3 separate regions of the Mus musculus genome follow, and all the other regions are linked to region 1. A link is a contact called in public HiChIP or PLAC-seq data. All regions are on one chromosome and are shown on one strand. Each heading gives the region's core, a stretch centred on a gene start, on an enhancer-like site or on the middle of the called end of the contact. The rest is flanking DNA. Distances are from core to core; before and after follow the strand shown.

Region 1 (4,756 bases), core at 617-3,116:
AGCAGCCATGAAACACAGTTAGCATTGCTGAGTTAGAGGGCAGGATACTTATGGAGGACAGAGACTTGACTGCAATTTAGTTAACCTCAAGAATCAATCTTACATCTGTGTGGCATGGTACAAACTTCAGCCTACAGAGATTAAAAACAAAATTGTATCAACACCCAGGCATATATCCTACTATGATGACAAACATTAACCTAACCGGGGTCTTGTTCTTCCTGGCATACTGAATGACAGAAAACACATAATACTGTTTGACGAATAGTCTATTTTTATTCTAGTTAGTATCCATATATACAGAATGGGTTAGCAAAAGAGACAACACATATATTTATAAACTAGCCTCCAAAAACACTTATCTATGCTGTCCAAAGAGTAGACATAAGAATAGTCCAAATGAGAGGGGCCAGTAAAAAGTTACACTAAGCACTGAGGAGGAACACAATCTTAAAGTCACTGTTTCAATTAGAGAACGGAATTAAATCTCCAACGTCATGGAGAAAACAGTGTTTATAATGTTTCAAATCTTAATGTGAAAATGATCTGGAACGTCACAGAACTAGTAACAAATGCAAGGTAAGACGGGGCATGATAGGGAAAAAGAATGTGATAAACTCATTGTCCAATGGAAGAAGCAAGGGTCATGTCTTTGTAATGTGTTCGTAGCTTTATTTTTGAGGTGTATCTCTAGGTTCTGTTCACTAAGATGAGCATTTTTCTAATACATAATGAAAGTTGAAGAATATAAAAACTAACAAGGAAGAAAGCCCTGGAAGGTAAGTTATATCTGAAAAATAAAAACAACAACATCATCATTATCAACAACAACAGCCCCCCCCCCAGCAGCAGCAGCAGTAACAGCAGCAGCAGCAGCAGCAACAGCAACAACAACAACAACAACAACAACAACAACAACAACAACAACAACAACAACAACAACAAAAACTTTGAAAGCCATGTGAATTTTAGTCTATAAGAACCAACTAAATGTTTAAATCTATACTTCTGAGACAATAATGCAGATGGAGTTTGGGAGGTAACTGTGGAATCTCAAAGATGTCTACTCTTCTTGGGAAAGGTGAGCCACCACTATTGCCTATTTGGTCATGGTATAAAAGGTAGGAAAAACAGCCACAGAGCAACTCAATGTTCCTCATGATTCTGTAAGGTGACTGAGAAACACCCACTAGAATTCAGTTACCTTATAATAGAGATACAATAAGGGACTTTCCTTTCTTCAATTATTCCTCACCTCTGGGCTTGAGCTTTGGTATGCAGCAGCAGATGTTCGAGTCTACCCTTCCTAGTTCATGCTTCCTCATGAGGAAGATGTGGGTAAAAGACTTAGCTCAAAGACTCTTGCAGAATTCAAAGGCAGGGCTGTCCAGAGCTCTTAGCAAGAGATGTGGGAGGTACTTGTCACTGCTAGGTCCTTGTTTTCAAAGAACAATGAGCTAAATCTATCTAAACTCGGAGGCCTGTGTGCTAGGTAAGCTGTCAATGGAATGGTTCTCTGGAGAGTTTGTTCCTGATGTATTTCTGGAAAGAAAGAAACTGGGACCGAAAAGGGAGGTGGTGCTTATATCCAGAGAGGACCTAGGGATCTCATCTCTATTCAGTGCTCTGCTGTCATTGTAATTAACAGGCTTTCCTACCTTGAACAATCTTTTCTTAACACAATTCCCAACTACCTGTACAGTATATTGGGAGAGAAGCCCCTTCTATACTTACAGTTTCAATGACGATGGTTATTGATTTTTCCTTTAATAACTAACTTCTACATCTCTTTCCCCAGGAAGGAAACAAACCAAGCTATTTATGGCTCCCTCTTCATTTAGTTGCATAAGAGCAGTTCTTCTCGGGAAGGGTGCACTTCCGTACTTTGGGATCCTGCAGTCTAGAAAGGGAAACTCCTCTGATGAATCACTGACCAAGTCAAGGCTTGGCTGACCTCAAGTTTTCAAAACTGTGCCTTCTGCACCACATTCTTTGGGAAGTCTTCTCAGATTTCTCAGTATGTTGGAGTACCAACCAACAACACCCCTTCCTTCCTTCTGCCTATGTTCTTGCCTGTATGTGAGAACTCTGCCTCTGGGCCAGATTTCCTCAACTTTCACTAGAAAGTCGTGAAGAAACAATGGCCTCTATTCTTAGTAGCTGTAGTGGAGCACATGCAGGAGGTATGGGATGTTGCCATTTGCTTCTTTTTGCCCATGTTGAGGTTTATCTGTGTCCACACTGCTTCCTGAGTTCCTGCCATTTCAGAGTCCCTTGTCATTATGAGCCTATACAACAGTTGTGCTTTTAGTTTCCTGTATTAAGGTCCTTTCTTCTTGAAATATGCAGAGAGCCCAGTTTCTTCACATTCAGACTGTGAACCACCCAGCTGAATGAAGAGCATTGTTCTGAGGCAGTCCTTTTAGTACCTCCTTGCTGTTATCACCACAATCAGTAGCTTCAATGTTGAACCCCGGAGTGTGAAGCATAGCAGGAACTAGGAGTGTTTTATTCAGCTGCTGAGACACACACAAACACACACACTCATTCACAAACAGACAGAGAGACAGAAAGACAGAGAGATAGAGACACACAGAAAGAGACAGACAGAGACAGAGAGAAGCACCCCAGTATCACTTACATGGCAATTAGGATATTTCAAGCCCAAGTCTAGCTTGGTCTACAACTTTTATGCTTATCTGGGCTACATAGTAACCTCCTGTCTAAAGAGAACTCAAAGACTGAGCTCAGAGTAGAGTGTGTGCCTAGCATTTGAGAGGCCCCGTGTTCTATCTCTGACACCACAGAAAAAGAAATGAGAAAAAGGAAAGAGGCCTTTAGGGCCATCAGGAGTTGGTGGCTTCCCCAGACACATACTAGGAGCTCAGCAAAGGCCTCCTAGGGGGACCACAGCAAGGGGGGAACGAGGCTAATGAAACCAAGAGCAGTAAGTCAAGGATGCTGGTGAGTCATTTCGGTTCCACAGGGTTAACCATCTAACAACTATTAATCATTGGGAAACCAATTAAATTTCCCAATTCTTGCCACTTGATAACCATGTTCTGGTTTTGTGAAACTTGCCAACAATCACCAGTTAAAAAGGAGGGTGAGAAGAACTTAGCTGGATTCCCCGCTGTTGCAAGTGTGTAGCATATGGGTCACCTTCCTTCAAGTGATCATGCAATTGATGCTTTGTCACCTTGGAGATCCATGGAGGAAGGTGCATGAGTCCATTTTCTATTGAGTTGTATACATATACATATGCTTATATGTATATATGCAAATATATGTGTGCATTTGTGTGTATGTATGTAAGTATGTATGTACAAACATATGTATGTATAAATCAATGTGCATCTTAAACCAAGTGCTGGCAAAGTTTATCCTCAGAGGCAGAGAGTAGGTATATACTTTAGCTGTGGTCATATGTTCTGTGCCCTAGGTATTGTACTCTGCCTTTGTACAAAAGCCTTTTGCAAATCAATGAGTATAACTGTGTTTTAGTGAAACTTTATAGCAATAGGGCAAATGAAGACTTTTATCCACTTGTTCATTTTTGCAAATAAAATTAGTTCAAGCTGTAAAAAACATGTTTACTTAAAAATGTTTTATTGACAAAAATCTGGTCAGTGGGCCAGATAGTTCATAGTTTTTGCTCTTAGCTAGCTGACCTTTGCCAAATTATTTCCTTATCCAAATCTAAAAAATACACTACCCTCATTTATCTTACACCCCCCACCCCATGAGTTCAGAAGTTGGTCTTGAAACAAGGTGGAAAGGCACAGCTGGCCTGAAGTTCTAACACTCTTACTGAACAAACTGTGATGATGGGTGAGACACCAACCTTTATTCAACCTTTGCTACTGTTGAGGGCTCTGTCGTATGAGTTGTCAAAGCATAACAATATGCAGGGGGCATGCACATATGCATATTAAAGAAGAAGAAACTGAGGCATGTGAAACTTGGTCCAACCTTCTGGATTACATCTGTTTCCAGGTGCTCAGGCTCTTTGTAAGACTTTTATTTTTAATATTTATTTATTTATTTATTTATTTATTTATTTATTTATTTATTTATTTAGTGGCTGGGCATTGGAGCCTAGGGTCTAATTTAAGGAATACGCAGAATGGACCGGATTGGGACAGTTTCCTCGAAGAAGTCACAGTTCCTTCTGTCTATCTGTTCAGGGGTTATGCCAATTGCTTTTTCTCTACTCCAGTCTTTGTTACTTTTCTTCTCTACCTTCCTCTATGTATCATTTAAAACATCTTGCTACAAGTACAACATACAGTATTCCTTATAGAAAAAGGAGAAATTTTAGATAAGCCCAAGGCAGATATATTTATTTATAAAAATATGCTGCAATATAAATCACTATCTGCTCACTGCTACATACACACACACACACACACACACACACACACACACACACACACGGACTTTCTACCTATGTGTACATTTTAAAAGTCAGCTTTAAAATTTTTTATTGACAAATTTTTTCACACAGTACATTTTGATTATGTTTTCTCTTCCCCAAATTCTTCCCAGATTATTCCCACCCCTCTGCCCACCCAGCTTTATGTTTTCTTCTCTCTTTAAAAAATTGAGAAAATTAAGAAACACACACACACACACACACACACACACACACATACACACACACACACTTCTCAAACTGTGAAAAACTCTGGAGAGAAGCAGCCTAAAAGAAAGCAAGCTTTATTTTGGCTCATGATGCTGGAGATTTGCACCCAAA
Region 2 (4,756 bases), core at 1,136-3,635, 860 kb before region 1:
CTCCCCACCCTCTGAAACTTTGATCAAGAAAGGTAACCTTGAAGTACTGTGGTGTTTTCCCGCTCTCTAACACTGCAAGTGCAATCCGTAAAAGCAGAATATGAGAAGCGCAAATGTAAAGTAGAAGTATAAATACTCAGTGCAATGGAAAGAAGAGAAAACTTTTAATCATGCCTTGAAGAGTACTATAGAAGATAGTTGTTCGTATGCTGTGCACAACCAATGCATATGTGTTTCCATATACTCATCAAACAAAACAAAACGAAACAAACATACAAAAAATAAATGACTCCCTCTCCTCTCCTTGGTAGCACCTAGTGTTCTTAAACTCTTCACTTAACCTCAAAGCTCGTGTTTGGTCATTTATTGCTACATCTAATAAATGTGAATGACATACATCATGTCAACCTTGTGCTGGATGCCCAAGGGCCATAATGAACAAGGCAGACATTATCCCTGTTCTTCTACATCTTAATATCCAGGAGCAGACAGGTATTCAGAAACAAATCAAGGTTTTGCTTTTCATAACCTTTGTTCTATATGTTTGATTTGTCATAAAATCTGTTCAACAGCAGCAACTGGGTGTTATGAAGACAATGGTAAATTCTCCAAGGAGTTCTCAGCAGGTGCTGTTGTTTTGTTTGTTTGTTTAAGGCAACTCCGTGTCTCTGGTAAGAAGCAGGTTTGATATCATACTAGCTGGCAGTTTACAACCGTGCCTTTCTTCCCTTTTCGATGTTCCATAGAAAAGGCTGCAGATTCTGGATTCTCATTCTGCAGCCTTCCTCAACCACGAGGAAAAGCCATCTTACTCAGTTCCAGGCAAGAAGATGTTGAAGGCCCATTTTCAAGAGTCCTTAAGGGAATGCTTTTTACATGTCAAATGGATATGAGTAAGAAAAAGTGCAGTCTACCTGGGCCTCTCGGTTTCCTAAGCTTGAATTCAGCTGGCCATGGGAGATTGCCCAGTCTGTGGCGATGAATGAAATGAGGGAGAATTACATCAGTATTAGTTTACTTCCCTGATAGTCTTGAGCCACAGAGTAAGACACACCAATCATTTTGCTACATAAAAGAATTGTGTCTGAACTATTTCCCTTTGGCTATTGTGTTACTTGGTACTTACATGTTACTTGGTGATAGGTTTTTGTGGTGGTAGTACTGATGGTGGTCGTGACGGTGGTGCAAGTGGGAGTGGTATTGTTGAGTCTTGATTCAGAAATCAGGAGGGTATTGAAGTATTCATGGGTTGTATCATTTTGATAACCAGGCACTATTGGGTGATAACACTGATTTCCAGTGTAAGCCAAGAATTTGCAGGAAGTTCAGGATGCCTTTTTCTTTTCTTCTCTTCTCTTCTTTTCTCTTCTCTTCTCTTTTCTTTCTTTCTTTGTTTTTTTTTTGTTTGTTTTTTTGTTTTTTAATGAACATTAGGACCTCATGAGTGGATAAGCACAGGCAACTGAAATTTTTGTTCTCTATAGGGTCCTCCTAAATTCTTAAATTTTCATTGCTTCAGGACTTGCATTTTCACAGGAATTAAACAATGGATATAAAAGAAGAGAGATAAACAATCACACCCAGAGTGACTTCCCACTCTTCATTGTCTCATGCAAAGGAAAGAAATTCTTTGGGTGAGTTCCTTCCAAAGCAAACATCCTGAGCACCTAGGCATCCCACTTGTGGATCACAGTAGCCAGCAGGATGACTCACTGGTATTCATGGAACTCCCTGTTGCCAGTGAATTACACTGAGAAGTTTCTAGGCAGCCACATTGCTGGCGATGAAGAGGTCGGGGGCTAGGAGTTGCCCAAATGGGTCACTTTCTAGAATGGTTCTTGATATACTGAGAACTGGGATCTTGGTATTCTAACAGGATCTTTTCTACCGGTAGCATATGCACTTATAGAGCGAGGGAATTAAAATGCAGTGGGTTAAGTTGAAAGCTTAATGCCATGCCATCTGCAAAAACTCAATACTTTTCAAGCTTATATACCCTGCACTCTATCTAAACTACTTGTCCTGCCATCTGCTTTTGTTCTGTAAATAACTATTCCCAATCCAACTGCCTACTGAACAACTAGCCAATGATTCAGTTAATAATTATAAACCTTAACAATCCAGCAAGCAACCACATACAAAGGAACTAGATATCACTTGTCTGAATATTTGATAGTCATGCAAGACCGAAAATGGGCCTTCTGGAACAACAGTCATGTTGGGAACTGTTGGGGAAGGGGCAGGGTGGGGTGGATTGGTGGGTTTTGAATGAAACGTTGCCTTAACGGTCCCAGTTCAATCTTTCCCACACAAGCTCAAGCCCACATCTCACAGAAGTATTATATCTGTTCACTTCCTTGTACTTCGCTCCAAGAATGAGTGAGTCATGGTTTAAGGACAAATTCTTAACATAGGTGCTACAGGCAAACAAAGGAAAACCAAACGCCTCATTCTTCTATTTCTCCTTTAAAAGGAAACTCATGCTGGAGGCATTTGGGTAACATTCCTTTTATATAACAGCACGAACTTCATCTGAAGGAAGAAACAGTGCAGCTGTAGAAACGGGTAGGTGTGGGATTGCTCTTCTCTCACCTATGACCCTTCCTGGCCGTATCTTAATGTAATACCACAAGTTCTGGGCCAGCACTGAATGTGAAGGTGGGACATGGAAAAAGGACATACAGAAGAGGCAGCATGCTTGTCCTGTGTTAGGACATGATGAGGCAGGCTCTTTAAATGCATGGGTGGCTCAGATAGATGGGCTGGGGTTATATCCTGTTCTGATGTTTATTGGCTGTGTGATTCTGGCAATGTAGTAGAGGACTGCTGTGAGTTATCACACCGTTGGAAAAATCAGGATTATATCAAAAGTTAATAGATAATTTATGTTCAGCTGTGTCTGATACACATAGATTCACTGAACCCTGTAGAGTTCAGTGCTGGCTTCTTCTTCAAGACGAGAAACTGATTTTCTTTGTTTTAGGTTTTTGGTTTTGTTGTTGTTTGTTTGTTGTTTTGTTTGGCTTTCATTTTGCCCTGTATTTGAGACTGAAGAAGAACTTACAGGAATGTTCTAGAAACAGGAGAAATTAACTTGTCTCAACAATAGCTCAGATGTGAGACCTCAGAGCTAACCACACATTAACTGCTTTGTGGTCAGATTAAAAAAAAAAGCATGCAGGCCATCTTTACTCCTAATAATTTCTGCATCTCAGAATATGAAAAACTTTTATGTAATATCTTAGATAGTTTCTATTAATCTATTAATCTATCAATGTCCTGAATAGATTTGGTGGTTGCTCTTTGGAACCATTTCACACTGGTAGTGTATCAGATGGCACTCAGAAACATAGGCAGGCAGTGCTTAAATGAAAGAGGTTCCATTCTTCTCTTGTAGAACAGCATTGTCTCCTTCCAGCCAGATCACCATCATTAATTTTATTTAACAGTCTTTTTGAAGAGACATTTTTTTCACTCGTACTATTTCTACTGTGCCACTTCCTGTGTCAGGACATTCGTCCTTTGTGTGTAACTGTTCTCTATGTCCCCTGCTTTGCTTTCTGAGTTTGCTCCCCACATCTGAACTGGAATCACTCCCTTATTGGCTGTGAGGTGCTATCTCCTAGCAACATCAGAAGCTACACTCAAAAGATCTAACCAACCTGACTGTCCAATGTGAAATGAACAAGGATGGACAAAGATGATAGCAATGGACTTTCAAAGTGGATGGAGTCCCTGAGGTCTCTGCCCTAAACAAGGAACTATTGATAAGTGAGCAAAGCTAGGAGTGGGAGAGATGATCTTTCTCAGGGAAGAACACACTAATTGGTTATCCAACACCAACTGATCAACCTTAAAAGCATAAGTAAAAGGAACATTATATAGTCTGAAGAGGTTATATTTAGGAATATTTATGCATATATGTGTATATGTATAAATGTTTATGTGGGTATGTATATGTGTATATTTATATATCTGTATATGTATATTTAGGAATATGTATATGTATATATGCATACATACCTGCATGCAACAACAATTAAGGAAAAAAGAGGTCATGAATTTAAAGGAGAGTGAGGATTTGGAAGGAGAAATGTTATAATTGTATTACAATCTCAAAAAATTCCAAACATAATATTTATTCATAGAAAAAAACAATAAAGACAATTTACACAATATGTTCCTCACAATATGCTATACATTTGTAATCAGTGGATTCTGATGACAAATAATTATCTTTCCACTAATTCCTAGATTTAATTTCTATTTTTAACTTATGATTTCTCCATTTTTCCAATAGTCAACTTGAAAAAAAAATCCTGCTTACTTCATTTATTGGATGTCTAGTTTTCTGGGTTTTCAGAAAATAATAACATTATAATTTTTCACTTAGGAGAATTTTTCATATAGTTGTTTTTGCTTTGCTTTGGACCAAAAACTAGCATTTACAGTTGTCTGTTGGATAAAAGCGAAAAATATCATCTGTCTAAATGTTTTTCACATATTAAGAAAATGTATCTATTTGTTTGTTGTGTACATGTTTGTTTATGTGTGCATGCTTAATACTTACATATGGGTATATACATATTCATGTTTGTGAGGCTGCAGGAGCGACAGGATGCTTGTGGAGCTCAGAGGACAACCTCAAATGTTACCCTTCCCTTCCTCTTGGTTTGAGACGGTTTGCCTGTCTTTCACCCCTGGGTGTGCGTGCAAACCTACGATGATTCTGATGTCTCCTTCTCTTATTTCATTG
Region 3 (4,756 bases), core at 1,122-3,621, 670 kb after region 1:
GGGATGGCTTAATATAAGAATATCCATCAACACAATCCACTATATAAACAAACTCAAAGACAAAAACCACATGATCATCTTGTTAGATGCTGAGAAAGCATTTGACAAAATCCAACACCCCTTCAAGATAAAAGTCTTGGAAAGATCAGGAATTCAAGGCCCATACCTAAACATAATATAAGCAATCTACAGCAAACCAGTAGCCAACATCAAACTAAATGGAGAGAAACTCGAAGCAATCCCACTAAAATCAGGGACTAGACGAGGCAATTCTCATCATGCATTGGCTTTCAGTTTCCTTACTTTCATTCTCTATCTTCTTATACAGACAGCAGTTACTTATAGTTAAGACTCTACCTACTCTACCATACTCTGGTCTTAATTTATATCTACCAAAATTCTATTTCCATATAATGCCATATTTACAGGTACCAAAAGTTAGGACTTTAAGATATATTTGTTGGATGGCACAATAGCTGAAACCATTGCAATATGCGTCTCACTGAAGAACTGATTATGGACCACAGAGACATGAAAAGAATGAATTCTAATATAATGTGAAATATACTTCTAGGGATTTGTTCGTGGCCATGTAGTGTGATGTAAGTAGAGTGGATTTTAGTGCAGGAGAGTCTTAGGTGGGTTGAAAGGTTGGCTAAATTCTGAAGATAAGCTGGAGTTCAGTTAAGGAATGAAGAAAGGACATCACCAAAGGCACAAGGTAATCCCTTTAATGGCATAAAGAGGGTCAGTAAGACATGGCACAATTTGTATAGAGAAAACATGAGTAAAATTCTAACACTAATGGAACTATAGCATCATGGAAGGAGAGAAACTAAACTAAGTCTCTCTGTGCAATGTCCTTTTTCCTTTTTTTTTTAATTAGGTATTTTCCTCGTTTACATTTCCAATGCTATCCCAAAAGTCCCCCATGCCCACCCCCCCAATCCCCTACCCACCCACTCCCCCTTTTTGGCCCTGGCGTTCCCCTGTACTGGGGCATATAAAGTTTGCGAGTCCAAAGGGCCTCTCTTTCCAGTGATGGCTGACTAGGCCATCTTTTGAAACATATGCAGCTAGAGATGTCCTTTTTCTTCCTGAATGCGAAGCTTAGATTCTTAGTCAGTCATCCTACATTTGGCAGTTGAATAACCATTGGGACAATGTGTATGCTATGGTATCATCAGATCATTTGTTGAGGTTAATGGTAAGATAACTACAATAAACCAGTTCAGGAAGTATTTTAAATCCATAGATTCTGAACTGAAAATTTGAACTATATGAACATCATAAGGTTATTTGGGAAATTTAACATGAAGATCTGAATCTTTGGTTCTTGCTAATGTAGAATGATGGGAGTCAGTCCGTGGATGAGTCTTATGAAGATTTTTTTTTTTTTGGTTTTTCAAGACAGGGTTTCTCTGTATAGCCCTGGCTGTCCTGGAACTCACTTTGTAGACCAGGCTGACCTTGAACTCCGAAATCCGCCTGCCTTTGCCTCCAAAGTGCTGGGATTAAAGGCTTAAGCCACCACACTGGGCACGTTATGAGGATTTTAAGTGAGAGAATTTAAGGTGTAAGTTATAAGAAGCTACCATTTTTACTAGCAGTAAGTGTACTGTTACAAATAGGACCCAGGTAATAATCTCTGATATTCATGATTCTGACAAAAGCATTTCCAACAAGGTTTTGAGAAACTATATAGTATGTAGCAATACAGAAAACAGGAAAGTACTACATTTGTCATAGACAACTATTTCTTCCTCCTTAGCACTCCTCTCTCATTAGGATAAGAAGACATCCTGGGCAGGGTCAGCTAATAGCATTCTACATGAGGCCCTACTCTAAACCAAACTCACTGTCTTTGCTATCAGCAGCCGGCTCCCGATGTGTGTCAATTACAAAGAGAGCAGGGCTCCAAAGACCATGAAGCCCAAATGTGGTTACTGAGCAAACAGGGCTATTTGAAGTGCATTCCTTTCTGCTGAGCTTGGTGTCAGTAAAAAGGAACTCTCTTTTCCTATAGCAAGACCCTCATGTCCTAGTGAGGTTTCAGCCAAGAGTTGTGCAGTGTTGGCAGTGAGGGAGGGACTGGTGGCCACTTGAAATTCTCAAGTCCATGTCCCCAAACACTAGACAGAAAGGCCCTTATTTTTGGCTCCATGCCCTTCTCCAATTTCATTTCCACTGAAGAGTGGCCCAAGCTCTGTGATCTGTTCCATCAACACTGTGGCTAAAATTAAATTTCAGAGTCCTAGTGCAGAATGAGCTGAAGTCTTTTCTAAAGTGCATTCACCCCTGCTGTGTGAGTGTTCTTTACTAAGGAGATGTCAAGAGGGGAGTGTCCTCAACAGGATTTGTTTCTGGGAGAAAAGTAGGAGATTTACACAAGTTTCACTAGACTTTGAGGGGTTAGGAGATGACTAAGTCCTAACCTCAAGATACTTACTTTCTTTTGCAAAGTCTTAGATGTAGATCACAAATTCTACTATGAAGCAGGCAAAATTTCTTAACTGAATAACTAACACAATAACAACAGAGATTCCTATCTGACTCAGTTCTTGACCAGTAGCCCCTTTTATAGATATTGTCTTTCTTGACCTTTATAACATCCCTGTATTTTATGGGATCATGGTCCCTCCATTTGAAACCTGAACAAACACATGCTCAGAAAAACAAAAGCATATTAGTCAATTTAAATGAGTCCAGGATTGCTGTATGTCTTCTTGTCTCAAAATACTACACTGTTTCCTCAAGTAAAATGCTATTCTAGGACAGAGTCCGGAGAATTTTCATAGGGAGAGGTAGTGTTATATCAAATGGCCAGAATTAAAAACATAACATTTTGTGACTTTTTTCTCTATTCATCTGTCTACAAGCCAGATAGCATAGTAATTAGCAAAAGATTTGTTTTCCAAAGGAAGTTAACAACCCTTCCCTCTATCTCTACAAACAATTGTTGATAATGTACATAGTCATTTCTCGATCTCAAACAGTTGCCTAGTCCCTGTACTGCCTGTTACACAATTCAAGATAAGCCCTGTGTGGCAAATCATTGGAAAGCCCCTTCCATCTAGTCAGAAAATTCAGCCAAAGGTAAGCAAACAGTTTGGGAAGATTCCAGAATCCTGAAGTAAGCATGCGATTTAACAGTGCAAGTGCTCTTACACACCATTCAAGGGCCATGACTAACTTCCTGTAAGGCACTTACAAAGTCTCTTGCAAATGGAGGCAGTGGTATTTTGTGTCATTGTTTCTCCTGACTGAAAATAGCCTTTTATTCAGTAACATGCAAGAGGAAATAGATGATCTAGCACATACACTAGGAAATCCTGTGAGCTCCTCACTTATCGGTTTATTCTGTCTATTTTTGATCAATACACCTTACATATTTGGTGAGGAGGCAATGACTCCAAATAAGTGTGCTTATTGCTTGGTGATCTGCCACTCTTGAGGTCTGTAAGATACAGTAATTAGAACATCATTTAAGACGTTTATTTCCTCTTTTATATCAGAAAAATCTATGCTATATAATATGAAATAAAGATTCAATTACAGAGGTTTGAACTTGTGTCAGGGCTTAACCCATTGTCCTGTTCTTTGTTTGTTTGTTTTTATTTGTTTTTGTTGTTCTTAAATGTACATTTTCAATACCTCTACCACAAATATAATATAAAATACTATATTATTAGACACTTTTCTTGTTGCTGTGGCCAAAAGCAACCTTAAGGATGAAAAGAATTTTTGACTTACAGTTACAGGAGAGAAATTCCATCCCAATGGGAAAGGCATGGAGAAGGTGCCGAAGGCAACAGGTCAGTTTGCATCTGCAACCAGAGAGCCAAGCAGAGACAGGAAATTAGGATAATGGTATAGAATGTCAAGACTCATCCTGCATAGCTCATCCACTTCATTGAGGCTCCACTCACCGAAGGTTACGTAACCTTTGAAAACAGGACAGACAACACATTTTTCAAAGACATGAGCCTCTGGAGGTATATTTCGTATTCAGGCAACAGACCATATTTTAATATTCTAGGACAGCAAGATGGCTCAGTGGGTAAAAGTGCTTGTTACCAAGCCCGATGACCAGAGTTGATCTATGAGTTCACACACAGGTCCACATGCATACACATGAATAACCAAAGTAGCAAAAATAATTTTAAAAGGTCTAAGAATGCTCCCAGCTTTAAACATTCATTTGCTGTCTCACTGTATATAACAAACAGAATATTTGACTTACTTTGTTAACAGTTTGCAAGTGTTTGCATATTAAAGAATTAGTCATCTCAAGTAATAGGAGTTTCTTGATTTAAGTTTGTAGTATGTTGTAATAATTATATCTGTACACAACAAGCACTTAAATTTTTCTAAAGAAGTATACCAGGTTATCATTTTATACCCATCTAACATGATGCTCTTACTGAATTTCTCTTACTCAATGAGAGGTAATGACAAAAGTGATTTTTCTAGAAAGGCATAACCGTGGACAAAGAATTAGGGCTTCTGAGTTATGTGATCTTCATCTCTTCAGTTCATCAAGGTGGCTTAAGCTTAAAGCAAACAGAATGAGATTTCATTGCTGTGATTTGCAGGCTAAATACTTTCTTAAGAACAGTCACTGATTTCTGGAAGGTCAGAGAGAGAGAAGAAGCAAATACTTCATATGCTCAAAGGCTCATTTAGTTCTAGGTTAATGACACACACACACACACACACACAAAAGTCAACATAAGTATATTATTGTTTCCATATA

What was found. HiChIP or PLAC-seq counts read pairs in DNA pulled down with a chosen protein or histone mark.
Region 2: a FOXA1 HiChIP or PLAC-seq map of pancreatic cancer cells shows a contact between it and region 1. The contact joins two enhancer-like sites. A contact is called at or near these places in 2 of 115 datasets of contacts at active chromatin or transcription factors (CD8 T cells and pancreatic cancer cells) and 1 of 9 other capture datasets (embryonic stem cells).
Region 3: an HNF4G HiChIP or PLAC-seq map of pancreatic cancer cells shows a contact between it and region 1. The contact joins two enhancer-like sites. A contact is called at or near these places in 1 of 115 datasets of contacts at active chromatin or transcription factors (pancreatic cancer cells) and 1 of 9 other capture datasets (embryonic tail).

What each region holds. Positions count from the first base shown.
Region 1 is chr15:62,390,630-62,395,385 of GRCm38.p6, forward strand. No RefSeq gene overlaps it. Among named protein-coding and RNA genes, the nearest start is that of Gm41333, 280 kb to the right of the region's middle. Within about 2 kb of position 1,867, at least 86 of the 459 cell types and tissues checked have an H3K27ac peak or open chromatin away from gene starts, as enhancers often do. A contact at or near this core is called in pancreatic cancer cells, where this site is marked.
Region 2 is chr15:61,530,551-61,535,306 of GRCm38.p6, forward strand. No RefSeq gene overlaps it. Among named protein-coding and RNA genes, the nearest start is that of Gm24696, 170 kb to the left of the region's middle. Within about 2 kb of position 2,386, at least 64 of the 459 cell types and tissues checked have an H3K27ac peak or open chromatin away from gene starts, as enhancers often do. A contact at or near this core is called in pancreatic cancer cells, where this site is marked.
Region 3 is chr15:63,064,165-63,068,920 of GRCm38.p6, forward strand. Gm41334 (a long non-coding RNA gene) reads right to left here. Exons shown (of 3, transcript XR_875378.1): 2 at 3,754-3,827; 3 at 3,336-3,457. Among named protein-coding and RNA genes, the nearest start is that of Gm41334, 4.2 kb to the right of the region's middle. RefSeq lists an enhancer at 1,538-3,447. Within about 2 kb of position 2,372, at least 43 of the 459 cell types and tissues checked have an H3K27ac peak or open chromatin away from gene starts, as enhancers often do. A contact at or near this core is called in pancreatic cancer cells, where this site is marked.